5 separate regions of the Mus musculus genome follow, and all the other regions are linked to region 1. The links are chromatin contacts, called in public ChIA-PET, HiChIP or PLAC-seq and promoter capture Hi-C maps. All regions are on one chromosome and are shown on one strand. Each heading gives the region's core, a stretch centred on a gene start, on an enhancer-like site or on the middle of the called end of the contact. The rest is flanking DNA. Distances are from core to core; before and after follow the strand shown.

Region 1 (2,575 bases), core at 32-2,531:
TTATATGTGTGTTTGACTGTGGCCTCAGCAACACTCAGGTATTAGTCAAAGGACAACTTGCAAAAGCTGATTCTCTCCTCCTGCCATGTTGATCCCCGGGATCCGGGAACTCCAACTGTCAGGCTTTGCAGTAAGTGTGTCTGTCTGTACCAGCTGAGCCATCTCATAGGACTACATATTGATATATTGGACTAGAGGTAATGGCATTGTGTTAAGATAGGTTTTATTTTGTTTTGTTGGGCAGGACCGTATTATGTAGTCCAGACTAGTCTCCCACTTGCTAATATTATAAACGTGTGCCACACCCAGTTCTTAAAATAACATTTTAAAGTAATCACTAATCATAGCTACAGATGGTCAATTACTTCTCTGGCCAACTAGTAGATGAGAGACTTCTACGAAAAGTTCAAGTAAATGTATTGTCCTAGATAGCCTTCAATATTGGGACGCGAATATATATATATTTGGTTTTAAACCCTACAATAAAACATCACTCTACATAATCCTAGTTTGAATCTGAAACATGGACGTGAGCCGCTAGAATCTTAATCCCCAGAGGAGATGATGAGATTTCGCACGGAAGCTGGAACCCCACAACCTGGAAACAGACAGCTATTGAAGGGTTCAAGAGGAAGCGGACAAGTTTCCAGATGCCAGGGAAGCAGAGAAGCACGAGGATTCCTGCATCCTGGGGGAGGGGAGGAGAGAGGGGAGTGGGGCTTCCACCTGCTGCCAGGAGGGTTTTACTAGCCACACCTTCCCTGCCCTCCGGGAGGGGGGGGCCAGGTTGGGCCTGACATCTTTCAAAAAGTCGAACTGCGGGTGGAGAAATTGCTGGTGGAGGAGAAAGGACCTGGGGGCGAGGGTTGTTTTGCAGGACGTTACCCCGAAGCTGCTGGGGGAGATCCTGGGCATCAGGCGGTTGGTCCTTAGCAACGTCTAGGGGGTTCCTGGAGGATCTGGGCAGCTGCTGCTCTAGCTGAGGCTGCTTTAACTTTCAGGGATCCTGGGGATCCATCACCCAGAGCTGCTGCAAACCTGTTCCGAGCGGCCGCGACCCGGCCCCGCCCTGCGAAGGGGAGACTCACCTGTGCGCTCGAGGGGAGAGGCCCGAGGGGGGATGCCCACGAGCGCGGCCTGGGGCGGACAGACCCTCACCACCCGGAGCCACCACGCCCTCAACGCGGGCCGCAGCGGCCGCCTCAGCCGGCGACACGGGCGGTGACCTAGGGCTGAGCGAGGTTGCCAGCGTCGCGCGCGCTCCCGGGCCCGCGCGCCTCGCGCCCTCCCTGGGTTCCTCGCGCCCAGGGGGCGCGCTGCGCCGGCGCACAGACAGGAGGGCGGGGCTGACAGCTGGGTGGGCGGGAGTCGCCGAGTGGTGGGCGGGGCTCTGGGGGCGGGGGTGGGTTCTGCGCGCGCGCATTCGCCTGCTCCTCTTGGCTGGCTGGCACTGGCTTTGAGGGACTTGGGCCGGCACTCTTTTTTTTTTTTTTTCCCACCCCCCCTGGGCCGGCACTCTTAAGGCAGAGGCTTTCCTTGACCTCCAGAACGGGACTTTTGATGTCCCCTTGGTATCCGCCGCCCCCAAGAAACATTTTCTCTCTCTTTTTGCTGACCTCACGTGACAGTGACAGGAACAGCTAGCCGGGATACTAGGAACCTTCTCGGGGCGGGTTCCTGTGAGCTTAACCCGGGGTAGCCTTCTAGGAACCTGGCAGCCGGATGTGCCCGACCTCGCCCCGCAGCTCCCGTCGCCCAGTAGAGGCGATGGCGACGTGGCTGTGCTATGGGTGTCACCAGGTGTGTGACTGCGCGCGCCCCATCCCTCCCTCCATTGCACCCAGCACAGATGTACAATATTAATGATATTTGCGTTTGCCTTTCCACACAGTCTTGCTTATCTCCCTTGGAGATAATGGAACATTAATTATGTCTAGGTCAGGGTTTAGGCTAGTAGTAGCGCCGAGGCTGGCTGGCATTTTAATTTTAATTGCTGTTGCTGAGACCAGCCTGTCAGGGAGCTGTGCCCTCTTCCAGCTCACAAACTGGATGAACGGTACAGAGCTGGAGAACTCTCAGCTCCCGCTAGAAGGATTCTGCTCTGCTATCCAGGCCGTATGGCTCAGTTCTGAGGGTCCTTGCTCCCAACCCCGGACGCACGTGATGGAAGGAGAGAACTCCTGCAAGTGTTCTCTGACTTCCACACGGCTGCCCTTCTGAATAATAAACAAATAATAAATAGAAAATCAGCTTTTGTCATTTACGCAAGACCCTTCATAGGACAAATGAAACAAGGGGGTCAAAACTAAGGACACAGTGTTGTCACTCGGTGAGAGTCATGGGCACAAAATGCAGGGCATAGCATCCTCGTCAGAGTGACTCCCATAGTGTCCCCCACAGGATCACAGTGTTGTATCCCTTTTGCTTTAGGAAGTTTCTGCAGCTTTCCACCCTGAGGCTCCTGATTAAACTTGACTTAACACGTCAAGTTCTTCACTTTTTCATCAAAGAATTATGGAGAGTGACTTCTATACTCACATCAAGAAGCATAGAAATGTTTCCCCTTGGGCTGGTG
Region 2 (2,575 bases), core at 52-2,551, 940 kb before region 1:
GGTGTATGCCGGAGACCTCAGCCTCTGCTTCACTTGTGAGCTCCAAGCAGGAGCTGGGTGAGACTCTGCCTTTAAAAACATACAAATGAACAAAAAACATACCACCTCTGACAAAAGCCAAACCAACCGGAAACAAAGAATCAAAGCAGTGAGAGCTTGACCTTCCTGCCAAAAATAGAAGCTGAGTCCGAGGCTTCTTCTAAGTCCTTACTGTTTGTTTTGTTTTGTTTTGTTTTGTTTTGTTTAAGATGGGATGTCTTTGTTTAGCGCTGGCTTTCCTGGAACTAGCTCCATAGAGTAGGCTGGCCCAGAACCCAGAGATCCCTTGCCTCTGCCTCTGGCTCCTGAGTGCTGGGATCAAAGGCGTGTGCCACCGCTGCCACCACTGTCTGCAAAGTCTCTCATTTTTATTCATCCTATCAGGACACAGTCACCATATGTTGCCCAGGCTGCCCTTGAACTCCTGGCTTCAAATAATCCTCCTGCCTCAGTCTCCAGAGTAGTAGGCACGGGATGGCAGGCCTGTCGGCTTGCCCCATGGATTCAGGAAATGTGGGCGTTTGTCTGAATTTGTTGAATGAGAGGCCAGTCTCTCACATACAATTCTCTTAAGATAATATGCTCATCACAGTACAGAGGGAAATTTTGCAGTTTCCAAAGACCTTCATGTCCACCGTTTGACCTAAACACCTTGTCAAGTGGTACTGCCATCTCTATAACACTGAGGCCCAAAAGAGCAAGGTTTGTCCAAGGTCGCAGGGTGAGCTGGGGTAGCAACAGGCTTCAATCCTGTTAATGTGTCAGGGCTCTAGACTCAAAAGCTCAGTAAAGGACAGGGCCCTAGCCTCTACCAATCAGGCCTCTTTACTCAAGACCCGGTCTGGTACTCCATTTTTGTTAGGTATGAACACCACAGAAGGGGCAGGCACATGAGGCACTGTAAGAAAGTATTTATTGGAGGCATACCCTGCCTATAAAAACCCACTGGGCTGTTCACCTTCTCTGCTGGTCCCATACCTGGAAGATGTGACAACCAGGAGTGGTTGTTCTGACAGAGATCTAGACAAATCAGGACAGGGAAAATGTCAGAGATCACGGGATGAGACTTTGATAAGCCAGAGAGCCCAGTTTGGGACGCAGCTCCCCAGGGAGAGCGACATCTGGACTACAGTAGCCCTGTGAGGCATGAGCGGTATGTGCTGAGCTCAAGCTTGCCTCAGAGCTCTTGGGACACTCATCCGACTCTCTTGCAACTATCACAGAGCGAAGCTTGCGCTTTGGGGAAGTGGGTAAACTCTGCAGGAGTCTGCAGCCTCTTATCTGAGCCTAGGTTCTCTGGGCCTTCTATTTTCAGACTGTACTGTGGCCGCAGGAAGTCCCGGGATGCGTCGTGGAGTGACCCCTCCTGCAGTCTGAGCTTGCATAACGCCAGGCGAGAAGCTGCAGACTGGCGGAGGCGGCTGAGCTCCCGGTGCCCAGCGCCGCCCTCCGGGCTTGGGGCGTGGCCGCTACCCCTTTATCTGCGACTCCAGCGCGGGGGACGCAGCAGACAGCTCCTAGCTCTGCTCTGACCACAGGTGAGACTGCTCCTGGAGATCCCGGGGCCGGGCCGGGCTGGGCTGGGCTGGGAGTAGAGAAGTGCTCCCCCGGCACGCGGGTTGGGGGTGTGCTCCTAGCTGCATGCGTGCGGTGCCCAGTGGCGGAAGTGGGCAGGTGGCAGAAGATGGGGCGAGGCCGAAGACAGCAGGACCCTGACAGCCGGACAGTTATGTAGGGGAGCACCTCCCGGTAGGGGTGAGGAGAGGTCACCAAGGGAATTAGCCTCAAGGAGGGGACCGGAAGAAGAAACGTTTGAGGTCACCCCACCCCCGGAGGAGCAGTGGGGGGGTCACTGTAAGGGAGTGGGGAGAGCAGAAGGATTATGGGAGGACCAGAGGTAGCATGCCATGGAGAAGGAGGACCAGGGCTGGAGTAAAGCCTATGAGCTTGTGGCTTGTGGAATGGGGAGAATAATTCAGTGTCGTCTGCAGAAGTTAGGCATGGGAGACAGCCTGTGCAGCAGGATCACACCCTGGGCAGGAACAACCAACCTCACAGGCTATGTGCTGCATTCTAGGAGCGAGGTTATAATGGGACAAGAAGGAGCAGGGGTGGAAGTGTGTGTGTGTGTGTGTGTGTGTGTGTGTGTGTGTGTGTGTGTGTGTGTGTGTGTGGTATGTTTTGCAGATCCTTGTGGGGGAACCCCCAAGGAAAGCTTTAGAGAGGTGGGAGGGCTACCAGGCCAGAATATTGGATCCCTTCCCTAGCGTCAGGAAAGCCAGATTGCCCTAGATAGGAAAAGAGACAAGGCCCCACCACCACCCTCAGCCTTAACCTGGGGGATTTCCTCCTAGCAGCCCCTGAAGCCCCTTAGGCTGCCTCAGGCTATGCACTGAGAGGAGGCTTGGTGGATTCCCCAAGCTGACTGTTCTTGTTGGGTACCCGGGGACACCATGATGAAGATCTTCCCTTTCAGGGTACTCCTTGGAACCGTGGGAGTGTCTGAACTTTGGGGGAAAATGTCCTTAACATTTCC
Region 3 (2,575 bases), core at 32-2,531, 900 kb before region 1:
GGTGTTTAAATCTTTCAACTCTCTTCTAGACTCCACAGTCCTGCCAGCAGGATATACCCCATCTTCCAGCTCTCTTAAGACCAAGCTCTAATACAGTTTGGCAAGTACACGATCTGCGACCATACTCACTCCCTAGTCTTCTGCTGGGGCCATGCTACTACCGGGCTACCAGCTCCCAACACACCTATCTGTGCCCCAGTCTATACCACTGCCTCTGTGGGACCCAACTTATCCAGCTTATCTCAGTCCCTCAGCACCCAGCTCATCCATCACTCTGTCCCTGGCAGCCTGGGGTTCGCAGTTCACTCCGTGGCAGCCTGGATCGCCTTCCGAGGGTGCTCAAAACAGAAATGGAAGTAACCGAACGGCCCATATCCCGGCCTCCGGCAGCCGCTGTAAGCACTTGGCTTGCTTTTAAGAAACCGCTGTAGGCGACACTAACTTGGCTTCGAGGCCCCGCCCCCCGCGTGCCCGCTAGACGCTCTAGCCGGTTCCGCAGCCCCGGCTCTCCCTCCGCACATCGGCGCTGCCGCAGCTCCTTCTGCGCTGGCCGTGCCCGCGTCTTCCCGTGCGGCCACTCTCGGCAGACCCTCTCTGCTCCGAGAGCGCCTCGACCCGGCAGGTCCTGGGCCAGGGAGAAACTTTAGCCCAGCGGTGCCCGGCGGACACCCGGGCAGAGCGCGCGAGGGTCTCACGAGGCGCCGGTGGCCAGCAAGATGCAGCCCCCTGCGCCCTCAACGACGGGTCCCCACCCCCGCGACGGCGACCCGGCCCGGGCCAAGGTCGGCCAAGTTCCTACCGCGCGTCCAGCGGCCCTTGGACCCGCGGGCCGGGCCGGGCCGCTCAGTAGCCTCCAGGCCGGCGTAGGTCCCAGATACGCCGCGCGGCCCGGGGCGTACCGCGCTCCAACGGCTGGGGCGACCCCAACCGCTGGGTGACACGGCCAGCAACTACGCCTGGGGACCAGTGCCCTCACCGAGGGGGGCAGACAGCGGCGACTCCCGCGAGAACTTGCACGGGAACAGGGAACGCGTGCTCCCCTGCGCCGGGACGGAGACGCCGGCGACGGCCCAGGGCGCTCACCGAGCCCGTCTCCTGTGGGACCCCGCATCGGGCTTAGCCCGGACTCCAGCGCCACACTCACCTCAGCCCCTCCTACCCCAGCGGGCGGCCCGGCCTCGAAGTCCCTCACTTCCGCTGACCCGCCTCCGGAAGCAATCATTTGCAGCTGCGCGGCGAGCACCACGCCCAGGAGAGGCGGGCCTAGAGAGGGGCCCGGAATGGACGCGGGCTCTGAGTGGACGGCAGACCGGCCAGGAGGCCACACCCCTCCCCGGGCCACGCCCTCACCCCTCCGGGGGAGGGCACGAAGTCTGTGCGCGCATCCCGCTGGAGTTTTCCTCCCAAGTTTAGTTGCTGCCGTAGGAGTTGCTTCCCGTGTTTAGTGTCAACAAACTTCTGGGAAGCGGTAGTCTGCCAGTGTTGCTGCTCAGCACTGGAAATAGTCCATACTCCTGCTGCAGATCTCCGAATCCTCTCATCTTGGCATTTCAGCCTTTCCTATCTAGTCTGGACCCTCGTCCCATTTCATGCTCCCCCAGATACATCCCCCAGCAAAAATGGCTGCTTTCGCCTTTCAGGCATGCCCTCCAGTGCTTCGGAATAGCTGTCTTCTATTTTAAAGTTCTCTGTCTCACACACGCTCATACACGTACACACGTGTGCAGCATAGTTCAGTCTGTTAATGAGATGGGTGGATTGATGGCACTCGGAGACACCAAAGCTCTCAAGGTCGCTCTTTCTACCGGTCTCCATGGCATCCAGTTAATGGGCATACACTTTCTTCTCTGCACGTGGCTTTGCCTGACTCACCAGTTCTCCCAAAGCCTATAATCCCCACCTGCCAGGGACAAATCTTTTGGATTCGTGGGTGGACAGCTTTGTGCAGTCACAATGGGCATTATGCCCAGACCTGCCTTACTACACCCATACATGCTTTATTTCTCTATTGTTGTCCTCTGGAAATTACAGTTATATGTTGCTGAAGAACGGGTACTCTTTGGGAAACGTGTCCTTAGGTGACTGAGTTACACAAACATTATAGAGTGAGTACGTACACACACCTACAGAATATACTACATCCTAGGTGAATTGGTAAAGCCTATTGCTCCAGGCTACAAAAACCTGCACAGTTGCAACTGTGCTAAATCCCAGGGAAGTTGTATCACAATTGTAGACATTTACTTCTAAACACCGGTAGGGCACATGCCAAGATAGATAGCTGGAATTTCTCAGCTCCTTTTTGATTGTTGGGTATCACTGTCAGATAGTCTATCAGCGACAAAGCCACTGATAGAACCTAGTGGGGAAACCCCCACTCAATTCCCGATTCGGTGTGCACCCAAAAAATCACGAAGGACCATCTTGATGGAATTAAATGAGGTCGTTTAATTACGGAGCTCCGGACCGACATGCATCCCACACAGGAGATAACGGATGTCGGCCACGAGGCTGGAAAGCTAGGGGTTTTTATGGGGTAAGGGGCTTAGGGGTGTGGAATTCAGCATAGCAACAC
Region 4 (2,575 bases), core at 29-2,528, 550 kb after region 1:
CATCATCCTCGCCCATTATGATGACGCCTTTCAGCTTGACATTGCCCGTAAACCTGCCAGAATTCCAAAGAGAAGGTTGTCTACCTGGGATTGAACCCTGAGGACCAGCAGCCATGTGACTCTGACAAGACCCTTCCCTTTTAGCTCAGCTGACTCATCTGCCACCTGTAGTCCTTTCAAAGACCCTGTCATTCCATACCTCCAAGAAATGTAATCACCTCAATTATAATTCGACAAATGCATGTGTAGTCACACACACACACACACACAAGCTCCTATACTTACTTTCTCAAACCCACCAAAGAAAATCTACCCCATTTCTAGACACAGGTGTGCACTCTTGACATAGCCATCAAATGAAGTCATCCGAAGAGACAACTGGGTACAGCCCAGTTTGCCTGAGGCAAGAGCCAAGGAGATACTTACGGAATATTAAACAGGAGCTCTTCGTCCGCATCACTTTCAACAAACTGCGGTGCATGGGGAGGAAGCAACAGATATCTGCTGAGAAACTACAATTTCAGGCATCTGGCCTCCCTGTTCTACAAACTGAGTCGCGATGCAAATGGACCTGTCCCAACAACCCGCGCCCAGGTCCTCATAGCTGGGAGCTGCTCAGTCTCCATATTCTAATCACCACGGCCCCTCTTAGAGGGATTCTAATGGGGGTTTCCCAGGCTGCGAACTCAAAAGACCAGTGCTTCTGTGTACCCTTCTGGAGAACCTTCAAATGGCTCTCAAAGGGGTCTGGGTTCCAGGTTAGAAGTACGGATCGCGACCCCAGGCCAGGTGAGGCCATCGGACAGCCATCTGGACCAATGGTCAGAGGAAGAGACAGCAGTCCTCTCTGCTCTCCTCCCTCACATGCCCTCGCCGCCTCGGAAGGGAGGTAAAGCGCCCACCTTGCTCCTCTGGGCCTCAGTTTCCCTGTCTGTCTACCCTGCGAGGCCCCGGGGCTCCCGGGCCGCCCACCTTGGAGCGGTCGGTCCGCTCCTCCCACGGCTTGAAGACGCCGCGGCCGCTGCCCTCGCGGCTCTCGTTGAGGCACTGCAGTCGCTCCAGGTCGATGCGCAGGTACAGCCCGTAGGCCAGGCCGCGCTGCTCGGGCGGCTCCTCGCGCTCAGCGGCGCAGCGACAGCCGCCCCCGCCGTGGCTGTGGCCGTGCGACATGGCGACGCCGCCCGCCGGCTCGCCTGTGACTCCCTCGGCACCGCCGCTCACCCGGAGCTCACTCGGCTCCGCGACGACCGCCAAGCGCCGCCACCGAGGCGTCGTAAAAGGCGCCCCTGCGCGGCGCATGCGCGCGCGGCCCAGAGGGCGGGGCCGGGAGGGATTGACGTGGACCTGCGCCAGCAGAGCTGGACGCTGGCGGTGTCGCTCAGTGGTACCGTTCAAGCGTGGAAACTGTAGGGCTGGGGACGCGTGGCAGGGACGCGAATCCTCCCCTCCCGAGCCAAAGCGTGCGCTTTCTTCCCTAGCGGCCACCTTTCTCCGGCGTGGTGGATAAGGCGGGGCCGACAGCACAGCAAAGCTTGCCTCCTCTCTCCCCCTGACGCCCTGTTAACCTCATCTGTTTACCCCCTACTTTCTCCCGCCTCTTTTCCTTCTCTGTCTCCTTTCTCCGCCTTTCCTTCCATATTTTTAAGCTAGTTTCTCATGTGCCCCAGGCTGACCTCAGATGATCTATGTACCTTCAACTCCTGACCCTCCTGCCTCCAAATCCCAAATTCAGGGATTAAAGGCACGCACCACCAAATCTGGTGTTAGATTTAATTAGTTACATTTATTATATATCTATCATGGGTCTATCTATCTATCTATCTATTTGGTGTCTTCTGTGGCTTATCGCGCTCTTTCCCTTAATAAAGTGTCTTACTACCTAGTTTTGGCTGGAACTATCTACTGAGCCTGGAACTCACTGTGTAGATCAGACTGGCATAAAACGCAACAGAAATCCATCTGCCTCCGCCTCCGGGGCGTTGGGATTGAAGGCATGGGCCATCCTGCTCAGCAGCATCATATTTTTTTGATGCAGTCTCTCACCGGACTCGAGGCTCACCATTTAGACTAGGCTAAATGGTCAGCGAGCTTCTAGGCTCCACCCTCCAAAGCTGGGCTTGCTGCTGGGCCTGTGCTTGGCTTTTATGTGACTGCTGGAGATTTGAACTCTGTCCTTGTGTTTCCACAGCAAATGCTCTTAGCCGCTGAGTCATCTTCATAGCCCATAGCTACCTTCTTGATAGAAGGTATACTCACCACCAGACCTGGGGTGAGAATGCTGGGTCTGTCCCTGACGGTGTGACACTAGGAAAATATCACCTTTTCCTATTCTGAGTCATTTTTCTCTGTTCCGTGGGCAGGATAGTATCTGTTGAGTAGTCACACTGAATAGTAAGGGAAGAATGTGATTCAAGAACTCAACATGTGGGCTGGAGAGATGGCTCAGTGGTTAAGAGCACTGACTGCTCTTCCAGAGGTCCTGCGTTCAATTCCCAGCAACCACATGGTGGCTTACAACCACCTGTAATGGGATCCAATGCCCTCTTCTGGTGTGTCTGAAGACAGCTACAGTGTA
Region 5 (2,575 bases), core at 46-2,545, 510 kb after region 1:
CAAAGTAGAGGTGGAGACAGGTTTGTTTTTGCTTGATGGGAGCAGAAAGCCTTGTGGTTACAAAAGCAGGCCAGAGCAGGTTAGCAAAAATTCCTGTAAGTGCCTGAGGGTCAAGCTGACCTCAATGTCAGCCCAAGGTCAGGTCAGGATTTAGCAAAGATGTTTTTCTTGCTTCACTCTTATGGCCTCACAGGTGTTCTACATAGACTTACATGTAGGCAAAACAGCCATGCACATGAAGTAAATACACTAGTAATAATTTAAAACTTTGGTGGCCATCGTGGCACATATCTTTAACTCCAGCACTTAGTAGGCAGAAGTAGAGGCAGGCAGATCTCTGAGTTTAGGTCAGCCTGGTCTACATGGAGTATATGAGTACACTATAGCTGTACATATGGTTGTGAGCCTTCATGTGGTTGTTGGAAATTTAATTTTAGGACATCTGCTCGCTCTAGTCGGCCACCACTCACTCAGGCCCAAAGATTTATTTAATAAGTACATGGTCGCTGTCTTCAGACATACCAGAAGAGGGCCAGATCTCACTACAGGTGGTTGTGAGCCACCATTTGAACTCGGGACCTTCGGGAAAGCAGTCAGTGCTCTTACCCGCTGAGCCATCTCACCAGCTCCACAGTGAACCTTTATATTCTACTTTGTGACCTTAACCTTTGGGGCGGGATCTGCGCCATTCTGCATGATGCACACGCATGTTTAGTCATTTGAAGACTTCCCCACTGAGGCTGAGGACGGGAAGACAAGAAGGAAGTAAGACAGTGTATACACAGGGACACAATGATTTCCTAATGGCTAGCTTCAGGGTTTCACAAGTCACCCGAGCACCAGTAGTAGCCCCTAGAAGCCCACAGTTATAGCAGTCCTTCGCTAACCTAGGCCTTCTTGCCTTCCCTGTTCCTTTAAGACTAAAGGAGCCATCGGCTTGGCCCACCAGCTTCCCAGTCATCTTCAACCCCAACACGCCCTGGGAACACAACGCCTTTCAGAAGGCAGATAAATGGCCCTGGATTGGAACCGGGCGTGATTTAAGACGTGGGGGAAGCAGGTGGAGGTGAAAAAAATCTCGGGATCTACACATGGGCTGTCAAATGTCATGGCTCTTCATGGGACACGTGTTCAGAAAATCATGGAGTGGGCATGATTGGAGGGTAGAGCTACTTAGAGGGGAGTAGGAAAAGAAAACAGACAGGCTGAGGGGAGGAACCAAACTGGGAGCCTCACAAGAGGAGCGATGCACCGCCTCCGGCCCTAACCACGCCCACAGAGGGATCGGCGGTCACGTGGTGCCCAGTGGGTTGGCCTCCGGAGTGAAGATGGCGTCAGTGAGGAAGGCTTTCCCGCGGAGGCTGGTGGGCTTGACGTCCCTCCGGGCTGTAAGTGCTCCCCAGGCGGGTGACAGTCATGGGATCGGGCGGGCCTCCTCAGCTGCTGTGACAGGCGGAGGAGCGGGACCGCTCGAGGGACTGTTGCCGGGAGGATTTGAGAGTTCCGGACCCAGCCGGTCTGGCTCAGATCCATTGCAAGAAACGGGGAAACTGAGGCGGCGGGAAGAGAATCGACCCGCTGTGACTGTGGAGACCGGGGACACCATCCTGGGCGTCCTACCTCCCTTACGGTGACCCTGACTCCTTCCCCTATTTGAGCTTCGGATCTCTCCGGCCCTTCATTAGTGGAAAACAGTGTTCAGTGTGGGAAACACAAGCATCCCTGTCTGCCGCCTTACTCGGCCCTTGTTGCTTTTATGGACGCCTGGGGAGAACTTGGATCGCGTGGGCCGGACAGGGATTCCCTCAGAACTGTCCTTTGGGCATGTTTGGTCCTGGCATTCTGACCACGCGCAGTTATTTGAAGGAAGGGGGGGGGGGCAAAAAGAGCTGTGCTGGCTAAACCGCAAACTGGTGTCCGGGTGATCTGCCACTTTCTAGGCTGAGTGACAGAGGTGTGTACTCAGCTTGCTTATACGTAAAATGCAGAGTCTCAGGATGATTTAGTGAGTGACCAGTCAGTCGGTGGTGGTGCTTTGTGAGAGTTGGACTTAGGAGCGATCAGCGCCAGCGTCACTGCTACACCCTCAGCTCTGTGATGGCGCTGTTACGATTTTATGTTGGGGAGTTTAGGCATTGTATTAGCACTTGGAAAAACTACTTTCCTTGCAGCTCGTGGGTGCCTCTCAGAAAGCCCAGAAAGCCACTTCTGGCCGGGCATGGTGGCTCACGCCTTTAATCCCAGCACTCGGGAGGCAGAGGCAGGCGGATTTCTGAGTTCGAGGGGAGCCTGGTCTACAAAGCGAGTTCCAGGACAGCCAGGACTACACAGAGAAACCCTGTGTCGAAAGAAACAAAAACAAAAAAAAAACAAAAAAAAAAAAAAACAAAAACAAAAAAAATGGGAAAGAAAAAGAAAGCCACTTCTGCATCTTTAGTCTACCCACTTCCAATGATTGCTCAGGGATCAAATGAAAAGGCAAATATCAACGTGAAAAGTTAAGGAAATAAACCCGAGGGGGAGAGGGGGAGAGAATGAGAATTAAGTAACATGGTGGGTCATAATATCTATCTAT

Evidence for each region. Promoter capture Hi-C pulls out the DNA fragments that hold promoters and counts their contacts. ChIA-PET counts read pairs in DNA pulled down with a chosen protein or histone mark. HiChIP or PLAC-seq counts read pairs in DNA pulled down with a chosen protein or histone mark.
Region 2: an RNA polymerase II ChIA-PET map of memory CD8 T cells shows a contact between it and region 1, with 8 read pairs. The contact joins the promoter of Paqr7 here to the promoter of Rcan3 in region 1. A contact is called at or near these places in 3 of 115 datasets of contacts at active chromatin or transcription factors (T-cell acute lymphoblastic leukemia, memory CD8 T cells and pancreatic cancer cells) and 1 of 9 other capture datasets (liver).
Region 3: a contact with region 1 is called in a promoter capture Hi-C map of pre-B cells, with 3 times the contacts expected there. The contact joins the promoter of Mtfr1l here to the promoter of Rcan3 in region 1. A contact is called at or near these places in 4 of 39 promoter capture datasets (the C10 cell line, liver and pre-B cells).
Region 4: an RNA polymerase II ChIA-PET map of memory CD8 T cells shows a contact between it and region 1, with 5 read pairs. The contact joins the promoter of Pithd1 here to the promoter of Rcan3 in region 1. A contact is called at or near these places in 1 of 39 promoter capture datasets (cranial neural crest) and 3 of 115 datasets of contacts at active chromatin or transcription factors (bone marrow-derived macrophages, memory CD8 T cells and pancreatic cancer cells).
Region 5: a contact with region 1 is called in an HNF4G HiChIP or PLAC-seq map of pancreatic cancer cells. The contact joins the promoter of Hmgcl here to the promoter of Rcan3 in region 1. A contact is called at or near these places in 4 of 115 datasets of contacts at active chromatin or transcription factors (astrocytes, bone marrow-derived macrophages, forebrain and 1 more) and 1 of 9 other capture datasets (pancreatic islet).

The regions. Positions count from the first base shown.
Region 1 is chr4:135,432,524-135,435,098 of GRCm38.p6, forward strand. It overlaps Rcan3 (regulator of calcineurin 3), which reads right to left and starts at 1,282. Exons shown (of 5, transcript NM_022980.4): 1 at 1,089-1,282.
Region 2 is chr4:134,495,460-134,498,034 of GRCm38.p6, forward strand. It overlaps Paqr7 (progestin and adipoQ receptor family member VII), which reads left to right and starts at 1,302. Exons shown (of 2, transcript NM_027995.3): 1 at 1,302-1,577.
Region 3 is chr4:134,534,106-134,536,680 of GRCm38.p6, forward strand. Mtfr1l (mitochondrial fission regulator 1-like) reads right to left here and starts at 1,282. Exons shown (of 7, transcript NM_029759.4): 1 at 1,145-1,282.
Region 4 is chr4:135,985,966-135,988,540 of GRCm38.p6, forward strand. It overlaps Pithd1 (PITH (C-terminal proteasome-interacting domain of thioredoxin-like) domain containing 1), which reads right to left and starts at 1,279. Exons shown (of 6, transcript NM_025411.4): 1 at 973-1,279; 2 at 427-470; 3 at 1-53. The coding sequence starts at 1,170.
Region 5 is chr4:135,945,153-135,947,727 of GRCm38.p6, forward strand. It overlaps Hmgcl (3-hydroxy-3-methylglutaryl-Coenzyme A lyase), which reads left to right and starts at 1,296. Exons shown (of 9, transcript NM_008254.3): 1 at 1,296-1,388. The coding sequence starts at 1,329.